2 separate regions of the Mus musculus genome follow, and region 1 is linked to region 2. The links are chromatin contacts, called in public Hi-C maps. All regions are on one chromosome and are shown on one strand. Each heading gives the region's core, a stretch centred on a gene start, on an enhancer-like site or on the middle of the called end of the contact. The rest is flanking DNA. Distances are from core to core; before and after follow the strand shown.

Region 1 (7,217 bases), core at 2,677-5,176, 720 kb after region 2:
CCAGGATTTCTATATGAGGATGCTCATTTACTGTTCTCAATAGTTACACAAACCACCTTTAATTCCTAGCCTAGCATTAGTGAAATTATTAAATTTCTAATAAAGAAAAAATGATTACAGGCTTTCAGTGTTTCTTGGTTTTAAAGCAGGTAAGAAATGTTTATAGTTGAAAATAATTTTAGTATGACTCACTGCAATGTCAAATGTTCTTAAATATTTAGATTTAACTCTAAGATATACAGAAGTTTAAAAGTCTTTATTGTTAATAATGCAAGTAAATAATTTCCTGTTTTATATTTTTTATTTAAAACCAAATTTAGTAATACAAAATGTTACCTTGACCTTACTGGTTTCTTTCTTCCCATAAACATGTCATCATCTCTAACTTCAAACTGTCCATATTGAAAATGAAGCAGAATCCATCTGAGACGGAATGACACGGCTGATCTCCTCCCCTGCATTTCACTCTGATTTTGGGATGTTAATGTGTGATTTATGAAGTTAGCGTGGGCTTGGTGGTGTGTCTCTACAGACTAGAGCCTAGCTTCAAGCCACACTGAGCATAGCTGGTGATGAGCAACCTGATCCCCTTTCCATCTTGCCAGCCTTGCCTGCGTACTTGTGTAGACTCATCCTTTAATGATGAGCTGGTCCTCGGCCCTAAGATACACTTTATTGTAAAGCTCGTCCATGAGTCCAAAGGAACCAGGCATTTCCTAGAAGACCATCCTTACTCCTTTGATGATTTCCTATCTTTTGAATGAAATTACATGTTTAATTAGTCTTAAAGTGATAAATTCATTTCTTGCATATTTAAATTTGTAATCCATTTTTTCTTCACCAAAAGTAAAGGATAAAATCCATTTAAAGTTTTCATATATTTAAAAAGAAATGTAAAATTTTCTAAAATATGATAGAACTCTTTAGACAGATTAAATACAGTAAATCTAATTTGTTGTCTGAGGCACACAGCTAAGTAAGACACAGTCCCTTTCTTTCCCACGGACTCTTGATGGCCAGTTGTGAATAGAAGACTAGCGGAGCATTAACTGATGCAAGCAAGCTGCATTGCCTTGGCTGGAGAGCATGCGTACTCAGATACATGCTCAGGGGAAAGAAAACTCATAGTAAATAGCATTTGAGGGGCTGGAGAGATGGCTCAGTGCTTAAGAACAATGGCTGCTCTTCCAGAGGTCCTGAGTTCAATTCCCAGCACCCACGTGGTAACTGAATTAAGAGCATCTGTAAAGGGATCTGATGCCCTCTTCTGGCCTGCAGGTGTACTTGCAGACAGAGCACTCATTTAAAAAACAAATAGATTTTTAAAAAGAGAAAGAAAAGAAATAGCAGTTGCCATGAGAATTGGTAATTTTCAGTAGGTGACAGTGGGTAAGATGCTCAGCAGCAATAAAAATGCGAAGGTGTGCAAGGCAGGTAATGGGCAAGAAAGAACAAGTTAGAACCACTGAAATAGGTGTGACCTCACTTTGTATTCAAAACCAAGTCAGCGTGAGGGGCTGCATAGACTATTAGGATGCATTCTACTCTAGAAGTAATATCTAGCTGAGCATACTGGCACACACCTTTAATCCCAGCACTTGGGAGGCAGAGGCAGGTGCATCTCTATGAATTCGAGGCTATCTGGGTCTACACAGTGAGTTCCAGGATAGCCAGATAGACATAGTTGGACCCTGTCTCAGAAGTTAAATCTAGCAGTGAGATTCATAGATCACTGTTAATAAATGATCAGTGAATAATGTCTCACTCACTCTAAGCAACACATAGTGAAGTCACAAGCCAGTTAATATCTAGTGAGACGCAAAAGGGGCAGAAACAATTAGATATCTCTCTCTATGGTCACTGCTATGGGGAAGCATATTCTTTTACCCTCTCAATCAGTACATTTTTTTCAAACACTTCATTTTCAAAATAAAGATCTATTGTTACACAGCTAAGTACACTTTATAGTTGTAAGAAAATAGAAAACTGTGGCTCATAACTAATACTTCTTCAATATAAAAAAGGACTAAAAAAGGCTATCAAAAAGTTGTTGAAATTCGAGTGTTGCCATTCATGTCTGTAACTCGGAGACTGAGACAGGAGGATTACTGTGAACTCAGGGCCAGCCTGGACTACCAAGTGAGGTTCAGGCTAGCCAAAGCCATAGAACAAGAGTATCTCTAAAAGGAGAGAAAGACAGTAGGGGAATCTGGCTTTAACTTTAAGCAAGACACTTTGTCTTTCTAGTCTTGCTGTAATCTCACTTTTGAAATTAAGTCAGTATATTCTACCAGCTTTATCCTAAAATTTAATTTTCTTTTCTATAGGAAATCTAAGAAAGCTACTAAATTTGAAGTTTTAAAATTGTCTGATATGTATACATGTTATTGTTTATGGAGTAAAAATCAATCCATGTTTTATGAAAGAAAATATTGCAGTGTTTGTTTTTTAAAGTAATATTCAATTGACTTAAATTACTGAAATATTTATACATCTCATTTGTAATGTACGACTTTAGAACACTAAAGTCTGGGTCAGAAATGACTGCCAGGTATTTGTTTGCATTAGTAATGATGATGTCAGGTGTGTATCTAGCTGTTAGTTTCTATGTATGCTAGGATCACCTTTAGTTATTATTTTGTTATGGCTTTTGTGGAGATATTAATTATGTCATGTTTTGTTTCAGATTCAACTAATTCTGGAGACAACATGTATACTTTAATGAATGCAGTACCTCCTGGGCCTAACAGACCTAATGTAAATATGTTTTAAATGTATTTGAACTACAATATAGTAATGATCCAAATAAATATAAATGTTATGCTTATATGTAAATACACAGGATAGATAAAACTGAAAAAAGACAGCAAAGACATTTTTCTGTTAAGGTAATTGTCTTAGTCAGAATTTCTATTCCTGCACAGACATCATGACCAAGAATCAAGTTGGGGAGGAAAGGGTTTATTCAGCTTACATTTCCACACTGCTGTTCATCACTAAAGGAAGTCAGGACTGGAACTCAAGCAGGTCAGGAAGCAGGAGCTGATGCAGAGGCCATGGAGGGGTTACTTACTGGCTTGCTTCCCCTGGCTTGCTCAGCCTGCTCTCTTATAGAACCCAGACTACCAGCCCAGAGATGGTCCCACCCACAAGGGGCCTTTCCCCGCTTGATCACTAATTGAGAAAATGCCCCACAGCTGGATCTCATGGAGGCATTTCCCCAACTGAAGCTCCTTTCTCTGTGATAACTCCAGCCTCTGTCAAATTGACATACAAAACCAGCCAGTACAGTAATTAAAACTTACATTCCTCTAGTCTTAGAGTCTTTTAAAATATTATAGTTGCAGAGACAGAAAACAGGACCTAGCACATTCACGACTGTTGGGCTCACAGATCTAACTCCTCAGCTTCATTCTAAAAACTGAGTGAAAATAGTTCAGTCAGCTTCTCACTCATTGGTGGTGTGTATGTATCCCATGTGAGTGTGTGTGTGTGTGTGTGTGTGTGTGTGTGTGTGTGTGTATGTGTGTGTGTGTGTGTGTGTGTTTGTGGTGTGTTCCTACTGGTAAGTGTGCTATGGGATACATATGGAAGTTAACAGAAACCACTTGTAACAACTTGTTCTCTCCATCTGCTTTGGGAATCCTGAGGATTGAATTCAGATTTTCAGGTTTGGTGGAAAGTGCCTTTGTCAGCTGGCCATCTTTCCTACCTGTATGTGTCTGTGTAGACACTTAGTCATAATCAGCAACCTTGTGCTCCTCCGAAGCCGTTCCTCACAGGAGGAGAAGACAGCCGTGTTTGCACAGAGCTGGTGGCATTCAGCCACCAGTCTGAATCGATTTTCCCCCTAAGTAGCTATCCAGCCTGCCGGCCTGCCTTCTTTCCTCCCTCCCCGCCCTCTCTTTCCCAGCTCCTTCTCTTACCCCCTCCCTTCCTTTCTTGCTTAATCTGTTCTGGTGCTGAAGGCTAGTGCGCTTCTTAACCATCGCCACACTGTAGTCAGTACTGCAGTCCATATGTGATGGACTAGGACTTCAGCTTGGGAGCAGTAAAGAAAATGCTGACTTCGGTAGGTGCTTGCTCAAGTCTCAGATCACTCACCTACCTTTGATTGGGCACAGAATCCTTCTAGAGGAGTCATGGGGAAGGAAGGCCACTGACCTGGAACTTCAGTCACAGCTCTACCCAGCGTGAGAAGAGGCCACCCCATGCTTCGGGTGTGACGAGAGCTGCTGTAGAGCACCTGCACTGAGCTGAAATGGCACATGTGACTGAGGAGAGTTAGTGATAGTCAGCTCTCACTAGGTAAATGTGTTTGCCCTGCAAAATGAGACGGTTCCCTGTGCCCATTCAAACAGTGCTATATTCCTTTCTAAGGAAGAGTAGATACAGCCATCATGGTTCAACACAGATGTTCTTTATAAGAGGCCAATAGCATCTGCAGCTTCTCAAGAACTGAACCAAGAAAATACGAGGAAATTTCTCTCAAGCGGAGAACGCTGATCTTCTTCTCAGTATAGCTTTCCATATTTCTTCCCTTGAGAGAAAAAAGTGGACTGAAAAGACTAGCCTTAGCATCCAGAACAGAGATGAGAGAGAGACAGGGAAAGACGGTTAAAGAAACCACAGCCCGCAAATGTATCCTGGAGTCTCCAAACCTGGACATAAGCCAGGACAATCTGTAATGTTAATAATGTTAAAGTCATTTTCCATGTGGTCACAATTACTTCTTCATTTTTAAAAACAGTTTCCAATGGGCCCTGGATCAGATGGTCCTATGGGTGGATTAGGAGGAATGGAGTCCCATCACATGAACGGCTCTTTAGGTAAGGCTCGGCTTTTATGTTAAATGGATAGAATAAATTAAAAATAAAATGTTAATTTTAGTCCATGGGTATTATGGTCTGCAGAGCTCTTCCATGTCATTAGAATGGAGGTGTAATCCATAGGGTATTGATTAAGAGAACTGGAGAACATTTGAATCAGGAGTGTGAGAGTTGTTCTGTGGAGTTTGGCCCCATGAGTATCAATACTAACCTAAGACAGTGTTAAGTGTCTTGTGGCCAAAGAACTTCTGTTCTCCACTCAGCATGTGCAGAGCTGCCTAGAGCAGAGGGCCTCTCTGCCCTTCTCACAGGGGCTTTTAGCTCCAGACTGTGAGCATAATATCAGAGAAACCAGCTCTGATGATAATTTCTTAGTTTTGTTGTGTATTTTAATGTTTGCCTCATTTTAAAATAAAGTTAGCAGCTAGCTTTGATAATACTACAAATTCTCTTGTGAGACCATGATCTGCACCTGCCTTCAGGATAGAGCCAAGCTCAGGTATACCAGCAGTTAACAGCATATTTCACGTACGGTGCACTGTTAACGTATGGAGCCATATATGTGTAAGGTGAACAAAATATTTACAATGATCAGATGTAGAGAAAAGTAAAACAAACTGCCTAGGTCTCCTAGCACATGGTGTTCCTGGGTAGAGGGTATAAAACCAATGTGCTAGTGCTCATACGCTAGTCTGAAAGCTTGTCAAGTGGGCCGAGGCTGTGAAAGAGCCTTTCACGTCTGTTGCCCAAGCTGTGCTCATGCAGTTCTGCTCCCCTGGGATTTCCTTCCCACACTCAAGGTCAGCAGCAGCCCCTCCGGTCTCTGAAAGTCTGCATTACTCATTTCAGAAATGATTTGCAATACATTGATAGGCTTTTGTGCTTTTAAGGACCTATATTTATTTTTCCTAGACTTCAAAGTTTGGCTTCATTTATTTTTGTTTACATGAAGGGTCTGCACCAGGAGAATAAGAGGACATGTCTCTCGTCAGTATATGCTTTCCATATTTAGTAGCCAATAGGCACATATAGCTATTTAATTTAAAGTTAGAATTTAGCATTCAAGTCCCCAGGCACACTGACACATCCCTGTATACAGTAGGCACACATAATTTTACTGGCTACTGTAATGAACATCTCAGAGAAACATAGCCGTCTTCTTGTAATGTTCAATTGGACAGCACTATTACAGAATTTGGTTTTTCAGTGTATTGCAAAATGTGTTACTCTCAATCTGTCAAGTTGGAGAATTAGTGAAAGAAGAGAATGTTTGGTCCTAGTTAGAAGGCTTTGGTCACATTATTGCTAGAGTGAAACATCCAGAAGAGTTTCATAATGGTTGGCAGCTAGTTTGTTATTCTCTGCAGTGAACATTATTGTAATTATTAACACGTAACAGTATGCATGTGTGCATGTGTAACAATGTTGGACCTTTTTACTCACAAGTAAGTCATGCTAAACCTTCATGTTAATTATGCTGTTCAGTAAATGTTGTTATATTAAAATGTTACAGCATTTCACACTAAGGTTAAAATAGTTCACACTATTTTAATAGTGCACTAAGATTGAAATTGTTAAGAATAAAATAGTTCAAAATAAAACTGATTTTATGACAAAGTTAGAATTATTATTCAGTGTATAATTCCATTGCCCATGTTTCTCAAGAATCAAAATTAAAATGTAGCATATCTTAAAGGTATGTTTGGTTTCTATTTCTATTGTGTATATGGAGTGCTATCTATTTTTCATATTAATGAAATAGTTTTTGATATCTGGTTTAGAATATTGTTAAATACACCTAGAAATGTCTGTCTTAAATTGTATCAGATTTACAACATCATTTTCATTAAAAGATATATATCTGTATGTATTATATGAACATTTAAATGTTTTAATTATGCCGTGGTCTTATGTAGATGGTCTCTCTAATGGTCTCCCAGGGGTCTGTAGCTCTTCCTCTGCGCCTGCTGTTAGGATTCAGGTGATGGGAAGCAGCTGCTGGGCTTGGGCTGTTGGAGGCAGCTCACTCCCCTTCAGTAGTTTCCTTATACATGCTCTCCCCTAATGACGGTGTCTTTTCACACTTTGCCAGGCTCAGGAGATATGGACAGTATTTCCAAGGTGAGTAATGCTGTAGTACATCAAAATGGTCTGAGTATTTTTTTTTAATTCCAAACCAAAATATAAGCCATATGGTTCAGAGCAAAGTAATCTAAAAATCTTTTTTCCATTCAAAAATAAGTGTTTTGTCCTGAATGTTTTTAAACTCAATTAATTATAACTTGAAATACTTCTTTGAGTCTCCATTGCAGGGCTGTATAAACATGACTTATATGTCATTCTGAATTTCCTATTGGCATGGCTATCATGCATAGTTTAAAGTACACG
Region 2 (6,499 bases), core at 3,914-6,413:
TAAATTGAGTGTGGCCGGCTGCTCAGCTACAGCAAGAATGTGTTGAAGGGGACAGGTCCTTTGAATTTATGCTCATATCAGAACAAAACTCAGTCAGGTACATAATTTCACAAGAAAAATACTGCCTAGAATTGGTTTGCATTAGTGGTTTTATGTAGCCCAGGTTGTCCTCAAACTCTTTTTAGTTGGAGTTGACTTTGAATTTCTGATATTCAGCCTTCTTCTTCCAAGCACTGGAACTAAGGCATGCACCAACAATTTGCTTCGTAACTCATGATTTTTCTTTATCTGAAGTAATCAAATAATCTGAAAGTGAGCGCATAAAAACAAACATGGGAAGTGTTACCAAAGCAACGGTGCGCCTCCTAAAGAGGCTTCTGTAAAGGCATTAGCACCAGATAGGCTGTGTAGTTCTAAAAGTCTGCTTTAAAAGCCGTGTTTTAAAGCTGAAGAAAACATTTTCAGGAATGAGAAAAGAGCAGGTGGGGTGAGCTTGGGGAGCAGAAACAGGCTGTGTGCCTGGGATATTTCCAGAGAGAAGACACAGAACAAAGTGCAAAGGAAGGCAGAGTCCACGGACTTCAGGCCCTGGGGACGGAAGCTGCCCTCCTCTGCTTAAGTACAATGGAAGGAATTGTGGATAGCAACTCCTGGTAAAAATCTTCAAGATCAGTTTTTCCAAAGCCATGATGTTCTCTTTGGATACATATAATCAGTGTAAATGTCTAATGAGAGAACCACTTAGAGCTCAGGCTCCTGGCAATTATGTGGCTCCTCCTGCTTCTCACCCCATTCTGATAATAAGATGCTCCCCCGCCCCCACCCCCCTTCCTTGGAGCACGTTCCTGGGGATTTTGTTGAGCTAAAATTAGTTTTTCTCTTTAGAAGCTCTCTCAAAGACACTCCAAGAAGAAAATTCCCTGGGATGTGATAAATTCATTGCAGCGACTATGCAACCCCTTCTAATAATGAAAGCTGTTAGGTAAATATCTGAGCTCAGGGAGGTTAGTATGTTCCCAGTTTCCTGACTACTAACAATCAGAAACAAGGTAGCAGAAGCAATGCCACCCACAGCTGAAGCGTGACAGGGTCAGAGTCCAGGCTACAGAAATAGGATCACGGGGAGTTTTAAGTTTAGGGCTTTTGAGACAACTGTGAGTATTTTGGAAGCAAGTAAGTAAAGGATTGCACTGACGCGTAAGTCAAAGGTCACAGTTTCTTCTCCTTCCCCTCTTCCTTCCTCTCTACTCCTGAGACAGGGTCCCCACTATGCAGCCTAGGCTAGCCTCAAACTTGAAGAAGACCTCTTACTCTGGAGAGGGACCACAGGCCTCCATCATGAGGCAGGTAGATTGCAAGCTCAAGGCTGGCCTATGCTACAAAGTAAAACCCTGTGTCAAATAAAAATATTAAAATAGTAATGGTAATAACAAGAATGCTGTAAAGATACAAGTAGAACCTCAGCTCACTTCACAATCACTTTATTTCATCAGAGTAATCTCTGTTGAATTTTAAGAACTGATTTTCATTAATTTTGGTTTCATTGGCGTCTCTACACAAGAAAGCCTAGAAACGCAGAAGAGTTTAGGGTCCTGAAAGAAGACTGGTACAGGAAAGACATGGGCTCTGTGTATTCAATCATGAGATGGAGCCTGATGTAGAGGCTAAGCCGACCATTCTTTTCTCCTTCCAAACTGAACAGTCAAGTTCCATGCAGCCTCAGACCCAGGAGTCTTTACCGATCTACTTACTGGTCCGTAATAGTTATGTACACAGCCAATGAATATGTTTCTGACCAAAACATCCTACTTCTTAATATTATTTCACATATATTATTCTTTATTGTGAATGGTCATTGCAACTTCCCCTACATAATATGCCATCTTGTTACTAAATCACAGTGTATACCACAATGAAACATTTGGATGATTTTCCAGTTTTATATTATTATATGTTGTGCATATATATATTCCTTATGGCTTATCTCCTTAGAATAACATTTATGACTGTGTTAAGACAGTAGGAATATGTGTATTGCCTATCCCTTTATAAGAAGATTCAGTTAACTTTTGTTGCCCTGGTACAAATTGCATTCCAATCCCTGCTTATTTTAAAGTAACACTGTCTTAATATTGCAACTTTGAAATATTTCATATCAACAGTGCATAGAATCTTTCATAAAGCCCTAGGCAACCAGCTTTGGCTTTACGCCACTTTTGACCTGGCCACGGGATGCAAACCGAGAAATAATTGACTTGTTGCAAAATAACAGAGGGAGGAGGGTTGTGCTTGGGGTGGGTCTGACTGTCTAAAATGCTTGTAAATTTATAAAGTACAGTGCTCTTCCTGACTGGACAGGGCAAGAGTCAGACTTTTCAAAAGCAGTATGTTTCAAGGCTCTATGTTCTAAGAATGGGCTTGCATTTTCTGGCACGAGTCTTCTACAAGCTGCTGTTTGAATCTCAAAGGGCCATGGAAATAGGACATAGAAAATCAAATTAACTAAAGCTCATATTTGCCTGAGTTCCTGCATTGATTGGTATTAATATGGCAAGAGTGTTAACATACCCCTCAGGAAAAAAAATCTATTTACCCTGCAAAGGGTCTGAAGAGAAATATTAAAGAAGTGGCTGGTGGGATGGTTCAGAGGCTAAAGGAGCTTGCCACTAGGTGTGACCAGCTGAGTTCGATCCCTGGAACTACACAGTAGAAGGTGAGAACTGACCAGGTGCCCTCTGACTGCACAACCCCCACACAAACAATAATAAAAACAAAAATATAACAAAAAATTGAAACAGGAATATTAAGTCTAAATATCAACCTACGGAACTGTATATTCGATATGCTGACATAAAATTTACCTACAAACAAGGTAGCATCCGAACTTTCATCATGAAGCATAGTGTGTGTGTGTGTGTGTGTGTGTGTGTGTGTATATGTGCGTGTGTGTGTGTGTGTGTACCTAGATAGTATATACATGTCATTTTCAGTGTACTGTAAAACTGATGATCATAAATGAAACTATCGCATAACTCTCTGACATGTGTTCAACTGAAAATAAATACCCACCATTATTCACTGAAAAACATAGAAATACTTGGAAATTTTATTTTTTCTTTCTGTCATATTTCCATCCTGCTTTTTATCATAATGTATATTTTATGCTTAAAATCATTTTATTGATCTTTATGTAAAGCTAAAAACAGATATATATGGAGAACAGGGTTTTATATTTCTCTGTGATAATTTCAGAAAATACTACATTGGGTATCTGATTTAGTTCTCAATAAAATTTTCACTAGTACTTAGATGACTGAAATAACAAATATATTTAAATTTTAATAAATAAAATTTTAATAAAATTTAATAAAAATTACAAAGCAAAAGTAATTTTTGAAGTTACAAGTAACCGCATCATATAGCATATATAAGTATTCCGGCATACTTATATGGACTTTCATCAGTACGTAAATATTTTCTATGTAGCACAGTTTTTCATGTGTGTATAAATCACTAGACTCATTTCACTATCCTACTATTATTATCCCCATCTTATAGATGTAGAGTAAGGAGAAGAAAGTTGAGATGACTCCTCGGAGACTCTCTGTCTCCATATCGGAGGCACATACCTATCTCCTCTGCTCTCTAATACTTAGATCTGGGACATGGGTGCCATAAATGAAGCTGCCACGTTACTCTGTTCAGTGCCCTGGTATGAGCAAAGGCTAAAGGGCAGGGGGCGGGGATTGGAAGGGAAAATCTCTACTTCAAGTGTCTCCACAGTCAGTCAGATTGTTTGAGCGGGTATCTACGAAAGTAGGAGATACAGAAATTCTTTCCCTTAAAGCATTATTCTCATACATCTATTGAGAAGACGGTGAGAACATCAAGGGAACACCCCATTTTAAGGGCCGATGTCTCCTCTATCTATGATACAATAAAAATCAGAGAAAGTTTTGTAAGTCATTTTTAATGCTTTTGATTCTAATTTTAATTAAAATTTAAATAATTTTAACTCCCAAATTTCATCTTAAAATGGCAGTCAGTGTTTCCCTGGAATGACACGAATGCTAAACTGTAACAGCATGGCCGTAATCGTAACTATAATCTACATGGTTGGCTTATAATGATGATATGCAATGCATGAGAAGACAGCAGGTCAATAATGGAGCCGTGCACACAACGCTCCTTTCAAAATCTGTATTTGCATTTCTATTACTGAGATCATTTCCTAATAATGAAGTTGCCATGAGAGAAGTCCCCATTACGAAGGAAGCAGTGTTACAGAAACAGCATTATTAAAGCATCGCTGTGTACAGGAACTTTTATTAGGGTGATACAAGTTATATATCATTGTAATAAAGTTCCTATTATAACTTTAATTGCATAAAGCTGTGTTTGAGTATAGCAATGTGAGAGCTGCAGGACTTTTAATAAACTATCAAAATAATGCTTTGGTAATAGGATTGTTTAGCATAGTAATACTTCAGGGAAGACCAAGCTCACTAATGGATGATGCTTATTTCACTGATTATACATGCTCTATCAAGAATTAAAATGAAAAAAAAATGGGAAAGAGATGAGACATGATCTCTGATGCAATATGCTAATATATGCATGGAAACACACACATTAGTTCTCTTTAATATAACAAATCAATATCTCCAATTCATCTGTTCATGGAAGATTGTAATCTGGAAATATGGCCATCAATGACTATAATAATTAAAAGATTTAATGCTCAGGTTGAAGGCTTGCTGGCAATCTAAATGCTAACAAAAACAATGAGAAAACCTACAAACATGCTGACATATGCTGAAAAGTGCCTGCTAGAAAAATTAGAGACATATGAGCTTTAAGAACTTAAACACACACATGCACACATACCATGAATTGACTTTAAATGATTAATTTCTTCCCTTCAACCAAGAAACAGGGCTATACATTCATTATGTGCACACTCAAAGATGCTTGTACACATTGTCTGCTTCAGAGTTATAGCTACAAGTTAAAACTTCACTTAGGTTCACAACAGGGAACTTTAGTATATTTGTTATTTATGTATTTACACTTTTTTTTTTTTCAAAATTCTCTAATAGAGTCAGTCTTGGGCTGTTCCTCCTGGAAACATGTAGAACATCCGCCAGCAGAGACCGCCAGAGAGCCATCCACCACACTGTAGGCATGGATGCTAGGCTTGCTGCTGAGGAGAAACAGGCAGAGAAGGAGCCCGGCTGTGACAGGCTGACATAAGCTAAGGAGATGGAGACCACAGCCAGTGCTACAACCACCACATCTTCCCCCTCAATAGAGAAGCCAACGTCATTGGTTCTAGACTCCTGTGGCCTGTCTAGGAAGCAACAGCTGGCTAATCTGGAATCTGCTTGAAAAGCTAAGTGCTTTTCTTTATAAGAAAGCATCTCCTTGCCACAATGCCGTCTTCATACTGCCTTCCAGCTGTGAAGGTTCACAAACATGTGGGTACGGTCAACTTAAAACCCAGGATGTTCGTCTTCCCTAGTGACTCACGTGATTCAAAGGCAAACATGAGCAAAAAGCTCCTCTAATGCTATAGCTCTCATGTCTTTGCATTAACTGAGGGGCACTGTAATAGTTAGCTGGTATGGTAGTTTTTAAGATTACAACATTCTCCTTCAAATATGATCTAGCCAAACTACTTTGCACTGGCAATGAGGAAATCTATTTCTTAAATTCACAAATCTTGGAGTCTTTTACTTGGTACATTTTCATACTGAACAAGTACAGGGCTCAATTATTGTGTCAGTTGACTAAACATCTGCATATCTGCTATGTGGTGACACCCACATATTTGTAGAAATATCAGTTTTCATGCATAAAACAAAAAGTTTAAACCATGTAATTTTGAAAAATCTAACTTTCGCATTCCTTTAGTTTTACAGCTGACAACAGACACAGACCTTTTTCTTTAACTCAAGTGAACAACCCATTCTGTCTACTCAAGACCTCCAGAGACACCAACTCCCCATAGTGACAGGAAGAGCCTTTCAGATGAACACCTCCAGAGGCTCAGAAGTTCACTTTCACTGAAGGACTGTTTTGAAATCTCCTTTCACTTCATTGCTCTGACCCCTTAATTCTCCAAAGCATCTTTCAGCACCCCCACCCCCACCCCCACCCAAAGCACAGCTTCCACCAAACACTCCCATTTCTTTTCACCTATTGGAAGTTAGTCCCAAAATGAACTCTGGCGAGCATCTCTCCTCCAGCCGGCTCTAGTTCAGGCTTTTCATTCTTTCTCCGTTTTCATTCACTACAGAAACTCAAATGCTAACCTGATATCATCCCTTGCTCAATCATTTTGGGAACATAAATCTCTGTCAACAACCAATCAGAGCTCTGCGTCACAGGATAATGCCTGATTAATAGATTTGGGGTTTGCCTGGCTAAAAATCTATACCTACATGATAAAGTCTCAACTGCAAAGGTCTCTGTTTTTCTTGTAACTTGGTCCAGACAA

The links. Hi-C and Micro-C count contacts between places; a contact is called where the count stands out from the background.
Region 1: a Hi-C map of rod photoreceptor shows a contact between it and region 2, with 4 times the contacts expected there. The contact joins two enhancer-like sites. A contact is called at or near these places in 6 of 15 datasets of contacts at CTCF or cohesin (embryonic stem cells, large pre-B cells, liver and 2 more), 67 of 484 Hi-C or Micro-C datasets (the AML12 cell line, B cells, the C2C12 cell line and 32 more) and 7 of 115 datasets of contacts at active chromatin or transcription factors (astrocytes, embryonic basal ganglia, epiblast stem cells and 4 more).

What each region holds. Positions count from the first base shown.
Region 1 is chr13:91,686,110-91,693,326 of GRCm38.p6, forward strand. Ssbp2 (single-stranded DNA binding protein 2) reads left to right here. Exons shown (of 17, transcript NM_024272.4): 13 at 2,687-2,757; 14 at 4,751-4,829; 15 at 6,922-6,950. Among named protein-coding and RNA genes, the nearest start is that of Gm22778, 34 kb to the right of the region's middle. Within about 2 kb of position 3,927, at least 15 of the 459 cell types and tissues checked have an H3K27ac peak or open chromatin away from gene starts, as enhancers often do. A contact at or near this core is called in rod photoreceptor, where this site is marked.
Region 2 is chr13:90,962,473-90,968,971 of GRCm38.p6, forward strand. The region is part of intron 5 of Atg10 (autophagy related 10); the gene reads right to left. Among named protein-coding and RNA genes, the nearest start is that of Gm46434, 34 kb to the left of the region's middle. Within about 2 kb of position 5,164, at least 26 of the 459 cell types and tissues checked have an H3K27ac peak or open chromatin away from gene starts, as enhancers often do. A contact at or near this core is called in rod photoreceptor, where this site is marked.